Regions from separate parts of the Danio rerio genome. Here region 1 is linked to region 2. The links are chromatin contacts, called in public Micro-C maps. All regions are on one chromosome and are shown on one strand. The core of a region is the stretch at or near the end of the contact, and the rest is flanking DNA. Distances in the headings are between cores, read along the strand shown.

What was found. A called contact is a pair of places that touch in the nucleus more often than the background predicts.
Region 1: a Micro-C map of caudal fin shows a contact between it and region 2, with 2.3 times the contacts expected there. The contact joins two enhancer-like sites. A contact is called at or near these places in 2 of 18 Hi-C or Micro-C datasets (caudal fin and an unstated tissue).

Annotation. Positions count from the first base shown.
Region 1 is chr5:56,501,311-56,507,262 of GRCz12tu, reverse strand. No RefSeq gene overlaps it. Among named protein-coding and RNA genes, the nearest start is that of trnap-ugg, 110 kb to the left of the region's middle. Within about 2 kb of position 2,497, at least 3 of the 62 cell types and tissues checked have an H3K27ac peak or open chromatin away from gene starts, as enhancers often do. A contact at or near this core is called in caudal fin, where this site is marked.
Region 2 is chr5:56,459,354-56,464,903 of GRCz12tu, reverse strand. No RefSeq gene overlaps it. Among named protein-coding and RNA genes, the nearest start is that of rgmb, 73 kb to the right of the region's middle. Within about 2 kb of position 1,688, at least 6 of the 62 cell types and tissues checked have an H3K27ac peak or open chromatin away from gene starts, as enhancers often do. A contact at or near this core is called in caudal fin, where this site is marked.

The sequences.
Region 1 (5,952 bases), core at 1,248-3,747, 42 kb before region 2:
GAGTTAATCTCATATTAAAGCAAATGTTGTTGTAAAAAAATGATAATTAAGTCATATAAACAAAAATAACCGTAAGCAAAAGAAAGCAGGTGAAAAACATACTGTGTGATAGGGATGATCACACGGTTAAGGCCAATTAATAATCTGTTTAAAGTGAAAGCAACCGGTGCTGTTTACAAAAAGACATATTTGGAGCTTAAATGCATCAAGACTGTGTCTGTGGGTGCATTAGCATTACTTTTTTGCCTTACTATTTGAAAGAGATCCGATCACAGATGAGTCCCAGGCACGCATGCTTCAAGGAAGGAAACAGGAGCATGCACGCGCTTTAAACAATCGGGCGCATCACATCAGCTGTTTGCGCGAGTGATTATTATCCTCTCATTCCGCATTCATCTGCGATCTTTCTTCTCGTGCGAAAGCAATTTTTTTTTTGTCAGTCGTGCTGTTTCTCCATTCTAAGATCAGATTTGCATATATATATATACAATAACGCAGTTGCAGTTTTTTTTTTATTTATTGTTGTGGCCAACATGTGTTCAGGGCCAGCGTATGCATAGAGGCGACCTAGGCAGCCGCCTTGGGAAAGCAGAATAGTGAGCGAACCCCTCGGACCTTATTTTCATCTGCGAACTGGTCACTGTCAGGTTGAGGGTGGCATGATTGCCATTTGCCTAGAGCACCAGTTCAGCTTGCTTAACGTGCAAAGAAATTCGGAAAAGACCAAGGACGCCCTTTTAAAAGGAAAGTTTCAGTACAAAACAATTGATGTCGCATCATCAGGCTATCCTGCGTTTCCTCCATAGTTTTTTGCAATTTCGGGTGTTTTTTTTTATCTTTAGACTTTCACTGCTGTTCACTCTCATTCAGCATATTTTCATTCAGGATGTTTTAATGGAATTTGATACCGCATGGCGAACAGAAAGAAAAACCTCTGCATTTCGGGACTCGCGTGATCCTTTAAGGTAATCGAAAATCGCTGCTTACATGGTAGACTCTTAATCAGTATTATCTTAATCATAAAAGCGGAGTATTGGTGTCTATGTAAATGTATTGCAGTGAAAGTGGGAGATGAAGTCGTAAGCTGTCAAAGACAGCCCTATACTCTGCCTCTAAGCTGCTTCCATGAGCCATCACATTTCATAAGTTTCCCCCCTCACAAAACTTTTGTAAACCGTCTGCTTCACGTTGCTGTGTCAGAATCCTTGCTTGTAAAATGCAGTCATACTTTAGAATGCTTAGTTTAAGCAAATTTAATGAATGCGATTGTGCATGTTAATAAATCTGAAAGAATCCCTCTCTCACCACGTTCGCTGTGTGTTGGTTTGTGTGTGTGTGTGTGTGTGTGTGTGTGTGTGTGTGTGTGTGTGTGTGTGTGTGTGTGTGTGTGTGTGTGTGTTTGTTGTCTGCTTAGAATCAAACATGGAAATAATTTTTGTTTGTTATTGGAATTAACTGTTTTGAAATTCAAATGGCAGTCACATGCCTGTGTTTATTTCTGTAATAAATATGGCGTTTCGTGATTAATCATAATTATTTATAAAAAGTGTGATTAATTACGTTATTTTTAACTCATTTCACTGCCCTAATATATATATTAATATATATTATATATACATTAAAAATAATAAGAAATGTTAGTGATGACTAAATCAGAATATTAGACGAATTTCTTTGTCACTGAAAACCAGAGCAGTGATTTAGCATTAGCGTTAGCTAATAATAATAATTTTAAGAAATGAATCTACATTAAAAATTTTAAAAATGCAAATTATTTATTTAAAACATTTTTTCAGTCGCCACAGTTAATGTGGGATTCTATTTTTATTGTGCATAAATTTTGTAGGATTGAATATGTTGTGTCACAATCACCAGCAATCTAATCCTTGCAGAACATAGATAAACATCAACATAGAACAACAAATCCGCTGGTTTTTGGACTACATATGCTGTCGTGCACAGCTCATTTGCACCTGTTCCTGTTTCTAAAAATTACACATGGCCAGAGGATCGTTATTTCGTTATTTAAACAGCACACACACGTATCAGTGCAGTCTTGTTTAACTGTACTGTGAGCATTACAACACGTTTGCCTTGCCTTGCCTGACCCTCACTTTGTTTTATTGCTTATTGCTGTCTGCTCCCTGCCTTTTGACTATCCACAAGTTTTTGACCATGACTCTAAATTTGCTTGCATGTTTGAATTTGTTGACCATTGCTTGCCTGACCATTCTTAATAAACCTGCTTTTGGATCTGCATCTCAGTTGTCCGTGTCCCTTCAAATAACATGTTAGCATGTTTTACTCACCCGTGCATTAGAGACCTCTTCATTTGTCACAACCCTTATTTGATACTTCCATTTTCGGGAGCCTTCTCTTTCCCTTTAGCAGCTCTCACAGGACAGCAACATCAAACTTGCCCTAAGCCTCTTGCTTCAGTTATCTGTCAGACAAATGTAAACACTCAGGGAGGTTTGCACGCACGAGGAGCATGCTGGGAAACCAGCACTGCTGTGAATGTTTACAACTGCTTATTATGTCAGTTAATGCCCTCTGTGATTTACAGGCTGTTTTTGAAATCGAATGTTTAACTTTGGCCAATAAAACTGTGTGAATCGGCTAATGACTCACCTTTTCTGACTGAACATGCATGAGCTAATGTGTGTTAGAGTTCTTTTGGTTTACACAGTGAAACCACCATCACAAGGAGATATTAAAATACTAAATTAAGTGAAAATAATCAGCTGAGAGATGGTCAGAGCATATGAACACATGGGATACCAGTTTTTCCTGCGAACTGATGAGGATTTATAGGCTAAAAGTACAATGTAAAATCTTGTGGGAAAAACGAAGTACTAGTGGCCATAGCAAGAGCATGCAAAGCCAAAAATCATTAGCCAAAGGATGTACAGGCTAATGCTAACACCAGTACGTGAGGAAGCAGACCAAATGCTGTTTTGTTTTAATGGAAGTCAATGGAGGAGAGGCGTCACTACATGGAATAAACAGCTTTTGTGTGTCACTTCATTTAATCAGTTGAAAGTCTGAAAATCTACATTTTACACTAAACCACATGACTCAAATTAGTGACCAAGAAAATTGTTAATTCGAGCCTCGGCTAGGTCAGTTAGAGTTTCTGTGTGGAGTTTGCATGGTCTCCTCGTGTTCGGGTGGATTTCTTCCGGGTGCTCCGGTTTCCTCCACAAGTCTAAAGACATGTGCTGTAGGTGAATTGGGTAATTTAAATTGGCCGTAGTGTATGTGTGAGAATGAGTGTGTATGGGGTTTTCCAGGTGATGAGCTCCAGCTGGAAGGGCACCTGCTGCATAAAACATATGGTGGATAAGTTGGCGGTTCATTCTGCTGTGGCAAAAAGAAGATGAATGAATGATGATTTAATGCTTTTGTTTAGAAAAAAAAATGTAAAAGGTAAAGTGACTCTTTGCATTAAAGGTGCAGTAGGTGATCTGCCAAAATGCTAATCGGTTAGCATATTAGCTTTGGATAGCAGGGGAGGGACTGTGTTTCAAAGCCACATCTCCTGAAATTGTGAATGTGCGCACCGCGACACGACAGCAGACAACCCTATTAGTTCATGTCATCCGCCAGTTAGAAGTGTATGTAGTGGTTGACCTGGCAGTGTGCAGGAATTTTACTTATTACTAAGCAACACTTACATGCTATTTCAGAGTGAGTATTCAGAGAAGCGGTAAACAATATCGGGAGCGCGTCACAGGCTGTCCTTGTTCAGAAATGAACCAATGTGAATATGAAAGCAACTTCAACTCAGTATAGAAGTTTAGGCGGAATAGCGCTATTTACTGATGTTTTGTTGTTAAACTAAATTTAATCTACATTATCAATGCTGTAAAAGGCCCTTATGAAACTGAAAATAGTCTCATCAATCGTTCACCTAAGGATTTCAGTGGCTGAACAGCACGTCTGTGCATGTGATGTTAACCTATTTGTAACAACAACATCTGCATCAGCTGTGCGTGACTAAAAGAGGTAAAAACAGAACATTGCCTGTCTAACAGAAATATTTCAGCCATGGTGTCGTCCTTCCTCCAGCGTGCAAAAGTAACTCCAATATTAAATCAGGAGTTTAAAAAGGTTCAATTCAGCATTTGATTTTGCCACGACTGTCACTGTCTTGTGTGCACGTGTCATGAACGCAAATCGATTATCTAGGCGTGCATGTGTGGCGCTCATGCATTTGTTGACAGACAGTTTGAGCTACTTATCGGAATTATGGGAGATGTCCGCCCGATAATAATATTTAATTGGATGAACCTTTTTTAGTTTTATGCCTTACCCTGAATATAAAAATACATATAAATACATTCAGATCATTTACTTTAATCAATACTATTGGACTGTGAAGCGACTTTCAACCAGAATAACAAAAAATGATTCTGAAGACAATTACCTACTGCACCTTTAACTTTATACCCCGATGCCATCTATCCTCAGTGTCAGTTGCTTAGCTTGTTAAATACAATAAAATTGCCTTTGAACTTCATCATTGCCATATGTAAATTATTTGTGTGGTTGTAATGGTCATCATATTTCCTCTATTCTCAATTATTAGTTAATAGATGATTGATAGCACTTAAGTTCTGCAGTAACACGTACAGTACCTTTTTTTTAAAGCAATCAATTTGCATGGTTTTAACAAATAAACTGGATTGCTTTTTGAAGTAATATAATCTGTAATTCCAAGTTCAATTAAGAAAAAAAATCATCTTAGTACAACTTGCATAAATGAGTAGTTAGGCATACTTTCAAAGTGTATTTACTTAAAATGATTTAGTTATAAAAAAGTCATGCAGAAAAGCCTAATCTAAGACAAGTTAAATGATAAAGAATACCATACAAATTTGTTTTTAAGTTACTGGTACTCTCTAGTTTATGTAAAATAGTAGGCAGTCACTTGTTAGTAATATATTCTTTCAGTCATTTTCTTTTTGGCTTAGTCTGTTTATTAATCTGGGCTCGCCACAGCAGAATGAACTGCCAATTTATCCAGCATATGTGCCGCAACCCATCACTGGGAAACCCCATACACTTCCTTTTACACACATACACTACAGACAATTTAGCTTACCCAATTCAGCTGTACCGCATGTATTTGGACTGTAGGGAAAGCAGGAGCCAAAGCTCGAACCAGCGACTTTCTTGCTGTGAGGCAAGAGCTCTACCCACTGCCCCACCATGTTGCCCATTAGTGATACATACTACATAATATTCACCTTACTTTTTTTTTTTTTTAATCAATGCATTGGTCTGAATGTAAATGCCCTTATCACGCAGTGCTGCACCAACCTGAAAGTGGACCAAAGAGCATGAAGCAAACAGCATTAAAAGAAGAAAAATAGAAAACATCTAAATGAATATTTGTATGTTATGCTTGTATTTGCACCAACTCTGTGATGCGCGTCCACAACTTCATCCTAAATTAGGCTTTGCAGCCTCTGTGTTCAGTCCATTACTTCCACTGTGTTCAGCTGAGGGAACGGTGTGGTGAAAAATCGAGTCCCCTCTAAAATTGAGATCAGTTAGAACCCCAAGGGGTCATCTGATCAAAAGCTATTATTGTGATACCTTGTTGTGTGGCTAATCAGAGCTGTGGTAGGTTGTTGTAGGTAAGAGGCTAACGGTAAATGTATGATTATGCTAGCACATAGGCTAACTGGGTTAACTAAACAATATGAAATATAAATGCTAAGTTTCATAACCCATGCCCATTATTTATACATCAGTATATGAAAGGGTCTATAGAATGCTTATGGATGTCATTATAATAGTGAAATTAAATGGTCGTTATTAAGCTTCTTACATTATATAAATTATATTGTAATTTCACAGAATTAATAGTTGTAATACTGGACTTTATAATTAGGTATACCTATTACAACTCAAGTGAAACAACAGGACCAATCAGGGTCCAAT
Region 2 (5,550 bases), core at 439-2,938:
CATTATAAAGGCTGCGTCCATACTATGACCATACTAAGGAGACCCTAAAACATGACGGACCTGGGTATTTAGGTTATGGATATTTAGGCCAATTAATACTAAATACACAGGAATCTGCATATCAAAATAACACGCACAGTGGCATCAGTAACGATTTTGGGTCCCTGTGAAACGTTTTTGTTTTCTTCTGTTCATGCAGCACGTTTTATTAATGTTTGAGTTGTGGGAAAATGCAGTGCATTTTTTATGTGTGTCAATTGCAGCATATGTGCTGACAAACAAGTAATTTCATGTTTTACAGCATGTTAAGCTCTCTTGGCCACAAGTGATTTCAAATAATGACATATTTTTGAGCACTCTGAGGCAATAAGTGACATTATATTTTTATTATTATAACCTAAAAGTACCTTTTTTCTGCATTTGCCATCACAACTCTTTAAAAGATTTAGTAGAATGAAGAATATGTAAATTACATTGTTATTGTGTTTTGTCTTGATGGTCGATCTGATATGGTTCTGCTTTGATTATTAGGGCAGAGCAAGTTCCAAATTTGCTGTCTAAGAATAACACATTGCTGTTGTAAAGCATACAGTAACAAAGATGAAACCCCCTCTAGCAAATCTTTACAGGGGTGGAGGAGGGTATATATAAAAAAAAACATGTGGTAGCAGATTGAATAGTACCTTTCAGCCTGGTCGACCATAGAGTTACATAAGAGAAGTTTATGTTTCTGTCATGACATCTTTAGGAGAGGTATGTAAATAAATATGTATATAACAATGTTGATATGTTTGGTCTTGGCAGATTATTGCTTTGATTATTGGTGCAGAGCAAGTACAGAGATTTTCTACTGCCAGTATATTCAGACATGCTGCCTGAGAATATAACAAGCTGCTGCTGCAAATCTACCATACATGTATCCTCCGAAAAAGCAGGAGAACATGAAGTAAAAACAAATCAATAAATCTTTGGTTCAGTATGTAAACCAACAGTTGCATTAGCAAACACACAAAAATCCACACATGAGATAAAAGCATCACAACAGCGTGATATAAAGGGTCCATTATCCTGCACACTCGCAGTTTCACGATAGGACATTATAATTTTTTTTCACACCAGGATTGCATTTAATGCAATTAACCATAATTAACTGAAAAAAAGTGAATTTGTGAGAACATATGCGATGGGCTAAGGCTTTAGATTATAAACTGTACTGTATAAATTATAAAATATGTATGAACTTGTAATTCAGTGTGACTCACAAAAAAACAAACATTTAATTGAACTTGGAAGATGTATTTTAACCTGAATATGACTCAGATGTGTACACACTTGAAATCAAGGTTACTTGAATGTTGCCTCACATGACATTTCTTTTCTTTAGAATTGAATGAAAGCTTTTTTACATCCATTGGAGTGCATTTTTGAGAACTTGGCAGATATTTTGAACCATTTTTTTAAAGATTCTTTCTTTATCATGAACACTCAGTTTTATTGTCCTTGAACCTACCTTCGAGCCAAAGAATTAATTGACTAATTAGTAGTTGATTCAAAACCATTTCCATTTACCTCAATTTTTCCTTTCTCAATGCCCCGTTCAAACAAAAGCTTTTCTTACTTAGTTTTCTAAGATTCACATCCAAGATTCTTCAATCATGACTCATATGACATGTCTCATCCACCACTCTTCCAAATAAGTTGGTTGTTAACCATTCAGATACCACACACTTCTGGATTTAATAATCCTGCTTTATGAGCACAAAGTATGGCATTTTCGGTTGAGTCCCAGTGTCGTGAGTCAGTGTGAACCTTCATACGGTTCAACAAATCACAGTGTCTGTGGCTGGAGCTCAGATAAACACAGTGCTCCCACAGAAAGCAGGCTTACTTCCATACTGTTGTTGGGCTACAGAGTGTGAACTACTGTCATACCAGGGCTTTCATTCCCAGCGAGGCCTGGATTAACCTGTCATCACTTATATTCCAGAATATGCACTCAGCCACATGCAGTTATCTAAGAACGCCCAAGTGTTTTCCTGACCTCCATCTAGTCAATAGGTCTGGTCAACTGTGAGTTATGTCCTTTTTGGGGATATTAGCTTTGGCAATATTCAAACTGTTGTGTTTAAGCATTGAAAATTGATTCTGACACTGAATATTACAGTAACCTCTAGTGAACAGGTTAGCATTTTTTCACACAGGTACAATAACACAAAATGTCTGGAAAAATTTAAATGTGGCAAGAAAACAATGACATATTAAGCATAAAGGGTTTAGGTTTCTGGTTAATGGACTTTTTCTCCCAGCTTAAATTGTTGACAACTAATATCAGATGATCTGTAGGTTGAATACTTGACCACTGGCTCAAACATTGATGTGAGTTTAGGGACTTTGACCATGAAGGAACATTTTCATAGTTTCTAGAACTACTGGCAAAGTTTTTGGGATGTTCACACCACAGGAACTGGGAATGGTCTTGCTTACACTGTAAAAAGATAAATTACACAGTAAATTACTAGATAATAATTTAATTACTTTCACAGTAAAGACTATATGTAAATTTGCAGCAAATTACCGTAAGGTAGTTCACAGTAATTTACTGTGATTTTTGTTACAATAAATTACTGTGAAATTACAGCCATATAGTGTAACTTCAAAGAGGACAGTAGAGTCAATTACTGCGATTTCACAGCATAATCTTGTAGAACAACTATATTTTACTTTGAAGCAGGCAAATCATTTCTTTGAAATCTTTAAAATCATTTTGGGTGTTTAACAGTGTTTGGTTTTATAAATCAATTACTTTTGTTTCAGTTTATTGTGTTTTTGGCTAAGTACAAAGCTATGGTCATTATTCATTACTTCATATTTCCATGTTAACCTTATAAAATTAAATAAAGGTGCAGTGCACCCAAAAATTAAGACTTATTATGACATTCATGTCATTTAGAAACAAGATAATTCACTTTCAAGTTATTTTTGAAGATGTAACCAATTAGTTTTTGGAGATGCAATAACATCCTGTTATTTCTAAATATCAAAATCTATCTATCTATCTATCTATCTATCTATCTATCTATCTATCTATCTATCTATCTATCTATCTATCTATCTATCTATCTATCTATCTATCTATCTATCTGTCTGTCTGTCTGTCTGTCTGTCTGTCTGTCTGTCTGTCTGTCTGTCTGTCTGTCTGTCTGTCTGTCTGTCTGTCTGTCTGTCTGTCTGTCTGTCTGTCTGTCTGTCTGTCATTATTTCGGTTTATCAATTATATTTAGTTTAAATCTTTCATCTACATTTTAGTTTTAGCTAATGTTTTTTTTTTTTCATTAATGATAGCAATACAATTTGAAAACAAACATACTTGTACTTTTTCTTTCTGTTTCTTCTCTTCTTTTTTTAGTCATTTAAGAAAATGCCAAACAGTAATTCACCCAGTCAGTTTTTTGGGAAACATTTAATTGCCTACTTGAATAGACTATTTTGTATAATCCATAATTGACATTTGAGTGCTGAATTTGCCAGCAATTTTAAGCAAAATTATCTTTTGTTTGGCCCCTCTTTTATTTAATTACATACAATTTCTATCCTGTGACCTGTCACACCAGCCTGAACTTTATTAGCATACATAATGAAATAAAGGTGTCATTTGAGAAAAGTACTCCTTATTTAAATTCTTTGTCGTTAATTAATATGCAGTAGCTTGCACGAGTCCTTATCATTTGAAGTGATTCTTGTTTCTCACTGTGGTGGGACTGAAGTGGACAGCTGGCCCAGTTTATAATGGTGCTGAGCTTCAGATTCATTTTAATTTAAAGCTGCGGTCATTATTTTACTTTGGAAAAAACACGACCCAAAGCATGAAGCAACAGGGATTCATTGAACATGCAGGTGTCTACTAATATCAAAATTGTATTGAACAAATGCAATATGACATTATTTAGTATTGTATGTAACTCACTTGGCAAAAAAGAAAAAGAAAAACAATTATTAAGAATCCAAAATAATCTATGCTCTAGGAATGATAATACACTCAAAAATAAAGGTACAAATGACAGGTTTCAAGTGTATAGCCTACCTAAAAGGTCAATATTGGTACCTTAAAGATACATATTACAGTTCATATTAGAACATACAAAGTACAAAAGTGTGCATTTTGAAAAGGAACTCTTTCAGTGAAAGCTTTTGCACTTTTAGTTTTGAGAGTCTATTGATCAAGATTTTAAATAAAAATTATTTATAATATATATTATTATATCTTATATAATTGTTTTCTTATTATTAATTAGATTTTATATAGTTAAAACATAGCTACAGTAGTTTCCAGAATACCAACTTGTAATTTAAAACGTGAGATTTATTTTGTGCAACACTTACTTACAACAATAACAATGAAATATTAAATGAGTTAAATATAGCATTGACCTTTTTTTTATCAACAAACGTAGTTGCAGACAAAGCTGAAGGAGAACATTTGTGTGTCGCAGAGCAACATTGGGGGTTTTCATTCCTGTATTAATATGCTTTTGAATGAATTCTGGGGAGAGGCAATGGCGCAGTAGTTATTAGCGCAGTAGCAGTAGTGCTGTTGCCTCACAGCAAGAAGGTCGCTGGGTCGCTGTTTCAAACCTCGGCTCAGTTGGTGTTTCCGTGTGGAGTTTGCATGTTCTCCCTGCCTTCGTGTGGGTTTCCTCTGGGTGCTCCGGTTTCCCCCACAGTCCAAAGACATGCAGTACAGGTGATTTGGGTCGGCTAAATTGTCCTTAGTGTATGAGAGTGTGTGTGTGAATGTGTGTGTGGAAGTTTCCCAGCGATGGGTTGTGGCTGGAAGGGCATCCACTGCGTAAAAACTTGCTGGATAAGTTGGTGGTTCATTCCGCTGTGGCGACCCTGGATTAATAAAGGGAAAAAGCCGACAAGAAAATGAATGAATGAATTAATTCTATGGACCTAAGGTCCCTTACCCATAATTTTCCCAATTTCTAAATAACAAAATGTACATTTATACATTTGACAGAAGCTTTGGAACAAGACATACAGTCTTTTGAAGGTATGCAATTTAACAATGCATGTGTCCCAATTAAATTGAACCCATGACTTTTGCAGTACTATAAATGAATGTTTTAACAATAGAGTCTAACCATGAATCTCAATTTTTTGTGTAGATGAAGGGAGGACAGTGCACTTCTAACTCACTATAGGAGCACTACAGTCATATTTCAGGCACATGACAAACGACCTATACAGCCATATAGATTGGAGGAGAGGTTGTTTTTAATTACTGAGAGGAGAAAAGGTTGATCACCACTGTATTTACTCAGAGTGAGGCGTGGATGATCTACGAATGGAAAGACTCTGTTTGCATATCAGTCTTTGCTGTGAGAATTAACATGAGAGCGGCTCAGCTGGGCCCAAAATCTTTGTTAATATGCAAAGCGGCTTTCTGCTCTCTGCACAGTAGCTCATCAAAGATATCATCAAGCTCAAAAACCCTCCATCCTGTCCTGTAATGATTGAGCTATGCTAATCTGGGCTCCTCCACTATCA